Linked DNA regions of Triticum aestivum: region 2 is linked to region 1. Evidence: chromatin contacts called from public Hi-C data. All regions are on one chromosome and are shown on one strand. Each heading gives the region's core, a stretch centred on a gene start, on an enhancer-like site or on the middle of the called end of the contact. The rest is flanking DNA. Distances are from core to core; before and after follow the strand shown. Region 1 holds the start of LOC123044195 (vacuolar protein sorting-associated protein 27). Region 2 holds the start of LOC123044197.

The links. A called contact is a pair of places that touch in the nucleus more often than the background predicts.
Region 2: a Hi-C map of leaf shows a contact between it and region 1, with 4 times the contacts expected there. The contact joins the promoter of LOC123044197 here to the promoter of LOC123044195 in region 1. A contact is called at or near these places in 3 of 5 Hi-C or Micro-C datasets (all in leaf).

What each region holds. Positions count from the first base shown.
Region 1 is chr2B:176,732,522-176,736,505 of IWGSC CS RefSeq v2.1, forward strand. LOC123044195 (vacuolar protein sorting-associated protein 27) reads right to left here and starts at 2,131. Exons shown (of 11, transcript XM_044466865.1): 1 at 1,817-2,131; 2 at 1,672-1,728; 3 at 1,511-1,581; 4 at 1,195-1,399; 5 at 1,003-1,127; 6 at 580-655; 7 at 391-450; 8 at 263-313. The coding sequence starts at 1,894. LOC123044194 (folate synthesis bifunctional protein, mitochondrial) reads right to left here. Exons shown (of 18, transcript XM_044466864.1): 18 at 2,634-2,888.
Region 2 is chr2B:176,944,043-176,947,612 of IWGSC CS RefSeq v2.1, forward strand. LOC123044197 reads right to left here and starts at 1,673. Exons shown (of 7, transcript XM_044466868.1): 1 at 1,517-1,673; 2 at 103-171. The coding sequence starts at 151. LOC123044196 (probable trehalose-phosphate phosphatase C) reads right to left here. Exons shown (of 11, transcript XM_044466867.1): 9 at 2,627-2,776; 10 at 2,444-2,533; 11 at 2,146-2,350. The coding sequence ends at 2,294. It overlaps LOC123044199 (a long non-coding RNA gene), which reads left to right and starts at 1,801. Exons shown (of 5, transcript XR_006419874.1): 1 at 1,801-2,002; 2 at 2,113-2,142.

The DNA of each region.
Region 1 (3,984 bases), core at 881-3,380:
CATACAGAAGCAACAGTTCCAAAGACAAACTAATCTGGTCAAGTGTATCATGGATATTTAATTTATCAGCAGATACATATCATTTCACTATTAGTGCAAACGTGTTTTATATCATTCAGGTGCACGGGTGTGCTGTGGCCTTTACATCGCAAATGTTGTTGCCTTGTAGGACCAAACATTTATAAGCAAACGTGTACACAAAATGGTACAATGATGTGCAAATATAAGTTGACCATGAGGGAGTTCGTAAAAAACCACATACCAAATGTAGCAAAGTAAATCCTTGCTTGTCGCAGTAGTTAGAATCTACTCCCTGCACAATGTAATGTTATTGTAAAAATCAAGTAGAGTAGATAAAAAATAAAACGAGAGAAAAGATAGAAACAGTACCTGGCTAAGAAGTTTCTTCACAGCTTTAATATCCCCACCCTTAATCGCTTCTCTCAGTCCCTAAAAAGGAATGAAGACTAGATTTTTAACAGAAAACTCCTAGATTCCCAGGCCAAAGATATCGCATGTACCTGATGGGTTGAATGGAGAAATAGAAAAGGAGCACCATTGAGCTGTCTCTAAGCTTACCTCTCCAGTAACTTCATAGTCAGACGGAGTCTTATCATTGCTATCGTTGCTCATCAGGCCAAGATTTAAGAATGAGCTGGAATAACAAGAATCAGGACACAGAGATGAGAAGGTAAGCTACAGGCCAAATGTTTATGCCTATGCACATATGTAATCTTCCTATTACAAAGAGTGTATAGGTCCTGGCATTAAGATAATGACCAAAATATGCAATGGATCTTGCCAAACAAAGTCGATCAAATAGTGCGAAATTATACTACGAAGATTACTAGAGACATACTCCCTCCGTTCCAAAATAGATGACTCAACTTTGTAATAACTTTAGGTACAAAGTTGGGTCATCTATATTGGAACGGAGGGAGTATACGACAAAAAATTACAATTCCTCTTAACAAATGCCTGAATGTGGCAAGTCTACCGAACCTTGAGTTGCTGCTGGAAGTAGCTGAAGCCTTCTTCAAGCTTAATTCAGCTGACTGCTGGTTGCTAGAAGGTTTTTTAGGCTTTGGGTTTGATTGCGCAGCTGACGAAGCGGCACTGATATTCTGCTGCATAAGATGATTATGTTAATATACACCTACAATAATCGATTAAAAGGATCGGATTGTAGTCAACCTTTACAGGCGCAGGTTCTGGTTTTGGTGCCTCGCATATGCACAATGGCATCCCGCATTTGCACTCGATAATGGCAGCTGGACTCTGAACCGCCGAACTTTTCGTGGGCAACGAATCATCATCTTTATCCAAATTTAGCCCTGAAAAGGAGTCTGCAGCACCAGAAACGCTCCCGGCAGAACTCGCATTATCAACACCCCCGCGTCTGCAACATCACACGGGAAGATAGCCGAAAATTCAGCTTATATCCAGACCAAACATATGTGTTTACGCCATCAGATTCATCAGATTCTAGCAACCGAGTGAGCTAAGCTACCTGGATGATGATTTGTTGAAGCACTCATAGCAGACCCTGGCGTCCGTGTAAATCCCGTACTGCGGCAGGGCCTGGAACCAATTAGAGCAAAGAGTTTAATTGAGCAAGCTTCGCAACCCCAACTCCCTACACACAACTTGCTCAGTTTTGAGGTTCCCTACCATGTGGTACGAAGAGTGCTCGTGGCAGAGCGTCCTCCCGCAGCTGCGGCAGTGGTGCTGTGAGGGCGTCAAATCAGTCAGTATCAGCAGCCAAACGAAGAGAATCTCTACACGGATGAGAGGGAGGGAGGGGGAGGACGCGTACGCGGCGGCGGAAAGTGGAGAAGGTGCAGCGGCAGACGTCGCAGTGGGCGGATTCCTGGAACGGCGGCGGCGTCTCCATAATCTTTGCCGTCGGCTCGCCGCGAACCCGGTGCTCCGACGATCTGGGACTGGTACGCCTCGCGACGCCGATCTGAGCCGAAGACGATTGGGGGCGAGGTGGTAATTTGGGAGTCGCCGACGACGAGAGGATTATTGTTTTCTCGATCCCAGATGCGCGAGAGCGGAAGGGGAACGCGGAGTGTCACCGGGCGGTTTCGGGCCGTCGATCGATGGTATGTGTACGGTCAAGATCGCACCTCTCGTGTTCTCCTCTGACTCTTGCTCCAGAGCAACTAGTCATTAGTCAACCGACGGAGCAATAGTAAAGCACATAATTTCAGTAGACGAGCCCTTGAAACATCAGAACATCAACTGATATTTAACATTTGACAACATTCCACATGATTTTTAGGTTCTTGTACAGATAGTGTTTTTACAAGGGTAGTTGTCAATGGCAGAAGATATCACGACTGTCCTTTTTGCTTAGAAGCTTTCTCGAATTCCAGTAGCTCCCTTAGGAACAAACCAATCAGTCGAACCAAGTGTGAGAGCTTCAAGAGTCGTTGATTATTAGCAGCTTCCAAAGTCGAAAAGAGTAGGAACCATGAGAACTTTGGTTGATGATTTTCAGATTTCCTTCTGACCTTTTCACGCTCAACTATTTAGATGATGGTTGTACTTCAGGGAAGGAAAACAAAGCCTGTTAGCAAATCGAGCACATTGTGTCATTTCACCTTATGAACAACTCCAAGGAAAAATACACATGGCACAGAACAGGTTGTCAAGAATAAGAGTCCTCAAGGCATATATATATATATAATCATTTGACAGGGAAGTACAATACATCTAGAGAAGACAAGGCCTCGAAAATCCGACTTGAATCACTGATAGGGTTTCCTTTAGCAATGATCATCCCCCACTTGCAGTTACTTGCGGTTTCAGGAGTGGCCAGGGATAAAAATGGCACATGAGCCACGCATGAAAATCCTTACAAGCCGGTCGGTTTTAAAATCCTGCATGGATACAATTGACATGACTGTAACCATCAGGCACTTGCAGTTCATAAGGTTTCAATGGTGAGCATAGCAGGAACAGAAATGCACAAGAAGCCACCTAAGAATATTTAAAAGCGAAATCTGTACAAAAGGTGGAAGTCAATTCTGTAGGAGCAAATGACGATCGTAGACATTTCCAAACCACACATTAAAAAGGTCATGCATTTAAACAATAATAAAGCCCTCAGAAATCAGGTTAAATCAAATACCAAGCCTTGAGGGCATGTCATACGGCACTTGCGATGCATGAATTTCCTCATTGAGGAGAACGGGATTGACGGCAAGCTGGAATGGCTTCAATTTACACAACAAATCTGTACAAAATATGCTAACAAGTGCCCAATAGTATAAAAGGGGCAAGCCCTTGCCAAACCTGCAGTGATATCATGGACAAGCCATGTTCTATGGCAGTATAATGATCCAGCACGCAGTTCTTAAGGTTTCATCAGTGGACACAGGAGGAACAAAAATGCACAAGAAGCGAATCACAAGTAAACTTTTTAATTATTAGGAAGCAGCTAAGATTTAAAACTAAAAATGTCAAGGTGGAAAACAATTGTGTAGAAACAGATGATGCTTTCAAGTAGAAAATTCCATGCGGAAAGCAGTAAAAAGGTCTTGCATCTAGAAAATAAAATCCTCAGAAAGTTGGTTAGATCATAGACCAAGCCTTGAGGCCTAGTAATGTCATACGGCACTTGCAATGCATAAGTTTCCTCATTGGATCATAAACCAACCAGAACAATTTTTAGAAGCCTCCGCTGTATTCTTTCAAAAACATGCTAGGAATTGGTTCGGATTTAAAATCCAAATCTGCATTAGAAATGGAAATCAGCTCTGTAACAACAAATGATTTTCTCAAGTAGACAATTCCAAGCAAAGTACACTACAAAGGTCTCACAATCACACAATAAACCCTCAGAAAACTGGTTAGATCATAGACCAAGCCTTGAAGCCTAGTAATGTCATACGGCACTTGCAATGCATAAGTTTCATCATTGGGTACAACAAGATCAAAACACAAATAATGAGTCGCAACGATAAGTTCATCAAA
Region 2 (3,570 bases), core at 423-2,922, 210 kb after region 1:
AAGCACAAAGGTGATGATTTGATTTAGGAAAATGTCCAATAAACCAAAAAGGAGAAGAACCACTTGTCCACACTGGGACTGGAGAATGATGAAATCACTAACCTTTAGGGTCGCTGAGGTTAGTGTACTCACGAACCTCACGTCCAGACATGTCTGAGAGCTCAGGTAGCCCTATTTATATTCAGATCCAACATTAGGTACAATTTTTCGAACCGAGAAGGGTAAAAGTTTGAACAGAGTTTTTTGAAAAAACAATAATTGGTATAGGAAAAACAATAAAGAACCTTTCAAAGAGAAATGGTATGACTCAACTGAGTCAACCAATTGGCAATTTCACTCAAGCAATGAATTGGTAGTTGAGCTCTTACTGTCTCAAACTACCGTCCAAACACAAATGGTGTTAACTTGTCATGGCTGGCAGTTTCTAACTTTAGCAATCCTGTGACTTTGTTGTCAGAAAGTACTTTTTCTATAAGACAACTTGACATCTCAATACATGGCAACTGAATGTGCTATACTGTACAACATTTGCAATCTGGACATGTGACAGATAATTCTAACAACTATTTATGATGGACCCAGTATCCAGTATTGGATCCATCTCCTATGCTCATTCTCTGAGCTCTTACAGTAAAGGACATTCAAATGAGCATAGGAGATGGATCCAATACACTCCTGGTACAGTGATTTTAGCTCATAAAAAGCAGAATAATTTGGCAGGAGATGATGTATGCAAGTGTTTGAGGATGTTTGTTGCAGCTGTGGGCGAGCCTGGGGCATGTGATCAAGATGCAGTTTCAGGTGTGGCTGATAAGACAGATGCAATGCAAGGTGCAAACAGGACATAATTAGTGATGCAGCAAAATCAGCATCAAGGTTGGTGAAGGAATCCCCAAATTTGAAGCAGTCACCCAGAGGCAGACTTGATGTGAGGCTTGGGGTTTGGGGGCTACGCCGAAGTCAAAATTCATCCGATAAGTAAGTAAATGGGCCAACAATTTGAGTAGTCCCCTATCCTAAAGAAATACGATGCTCTGCCCTCTCGGCCATCAATCAGAGACAAAAAAGGAGAAATAACTAGCAGCTCAATCAGATCTGAGGCTTGCTCTTCCCTAGCTCTAGGTCGTCAATCTGTTAACTAAGCATGTGATACTACTGCCACCAATGTAGCACAATCATTTTCTTCAGACCTTTTTTGTTTCAAATAACTTGCTTCTACTTGCTGGGTGCCACCCTGCCAACTCCCAATGATGCCAAGCAGGGCACTCCAATTTAATAACCAATTGTAATGCGAGAGCTGGAGGAGCCAATGGATACTCAACCCTAGCTGCTCAGGCAAACTGGGTCGGTAGATAATACATGAGATAATGAGGGGACGAAATAACAGAGTCAATACGCAATAACAGGCTACTCTTAAGTCTTAACCCTAGGTTGGGCAGGGGCAGTGGAGGCGCGCGCATCCACCCGCGAAGGGAGGGCGACGGCCGACGGAGAAACCGAGGAAGGCGAGGCCTACCTCAATCTGATGCGGTGCGTCGGAGAGAGGTGGGCGTTGCGGCGGCGGAGGAGTCCAACTTGCGGCGGACCGGGCAGAGCGTGTCGCCGTGTCGCTCGGGAGGAAGAGGGACGCCGCTGACCGCTTGGCACGGAGAGAGAGGGAGGAGAGGAAAATAATAGAAGATACTCTAGGAAAATTACTTCCAAACGGATCGAACCCAACAGCCCCTAGGTTGGAAATCGGCCCGCAACGCTGATCGTTTCCTCTGGACGGCCCATTAGCTCTCGGCCATTCCTACGTTTTTTTCACCGGTTCGCCTCGTTGACTCGTACTCGAGCACTGAACAAAGAGAGCAGCGGCGGCGCCCCCTCCCCATCCGGCGTTTCTCTACCTTCCCCTAAAAACTCCGTCGATCCCTCCGGCGAAGTCCTCTCCCGCTTTCCTACATCGGGTCTCCTCTGACCACCCTTGTGCGACATCCTACTCCAAAAAAAAGGCGGTCAGGTGCGCCCCTGCTCTCTTCGCATGAAGCAATCCAGTACTCCGAATGCCCCCCTGCCAACGGTGCTGCTGGCCACGGCGCTTTGTAACGCCCCATTCCAATTTGGTTGCAGGATTTGAAAAAATAGTCACTCCATCACCAGGTATGTGTACTTACTACAGAAAAAATATATAGTCAACTTCTCCATCACCAGCTTCAGCAATGTTTTGGTTTTATTTCTTTCATCCTATGTTCGCTTTCGCTAAAATTGGGCGTTCACCGCTCCAAATGGGCTGTTGCAACTTCCAAGGAATTCAAACTTGGTCCTGTTCTCTCCTCCAGCGCACCAGCTTCTCCAGGAACTCTTTCACCTGAGAACAATTAAAATTATTTAGCATTCAATTTGTTGGATACAGCCAAAAAGATTACTCCTACATGCATACTCGTGAGCCTAGATTCATTACCTCACTGGGGTTCTTTAGAGAGTACTCAGCTGCAGTCCTCTTGCGCCACTTGCAGACGCGGATTCCAAATCCACCTTCCTCAGAAAGCACCTGAATGCAACAAAGTAGATTTTTTTCCCCATCTAAATGAAGCTTTAAATCCATTAGGTTTCACTGTTCAGATGATGTTCTGAAGTTTTTTACCTTAAAAGCGTCTTCATCAGTCTTATCATCACCAATATAGATTGGTAAGATCCGAGAGCTGTCCCAGCTATGTTTGTTGGTGAGCTGCTGGAGGAGGTACTTGACGGCGTCTCCCTTGTCGAATTTCGGCCCTGGACGAACCTCTCGAACCTATAGAAAATGTTATAACATTCAAACCCGATTAAATATTCAAAGAAACTGAATAAATACACAACATTTAGGGCTAAGGTAATACAAAACTACAAGTATAGGGGATTTTAACTAATACCCACCAGTCTACGACTAAGTATAGTAACAGAAAAGCACACAACTGCTCTAATTGGCCACTTAATGATAAACATGACGAGTGGGTCCCGGGGGTCACAAAAAAATGAAATATTTTATAAAAAAATCTGTATAGTACTTCTAAGATTAAGCCAATTTGACTGATTTTTTTTAAAAAAATAAAAAATACCTTTAAAAGCCAGTAATTCAGTCCATCTTGTATAATCAACCTGGGAAAATTTTCGCCCATTTTGCCCAACTGGTTAAAGTTTATACAGTTTTTGGTAAGACTCGGCCAAACTTGTTTCAAACATTCAAAGTTTTCAAAATAATCGGAAAAAATTCCAGTAACCCAATACATCTTTAGTGATAAATTCGGGAATGTTTCGGCCTATTTTGCCTAGTCGTTTTTAAATCTGTAAAATTTTCATAAGATTGGCCAATTTTGGTTATGCAAAATCCTTAAAAAAATCCAGTAATTCTATGCATCTCCAATGATAAATGTGGCAAATTTGCAGCCCGTTTTGCTTAGCCGTTTTAAAGGCTGGGACAGTTTGAGATTCAACCAAATTTCATTCAAAAAATAATTATTCAAAATGGTCTGGAAAATTTCATTTAATTCAATACATATTCAATAATGAATCTGGAAACATTTTAGCCCTTTGGCAAGCTGTTTTAGA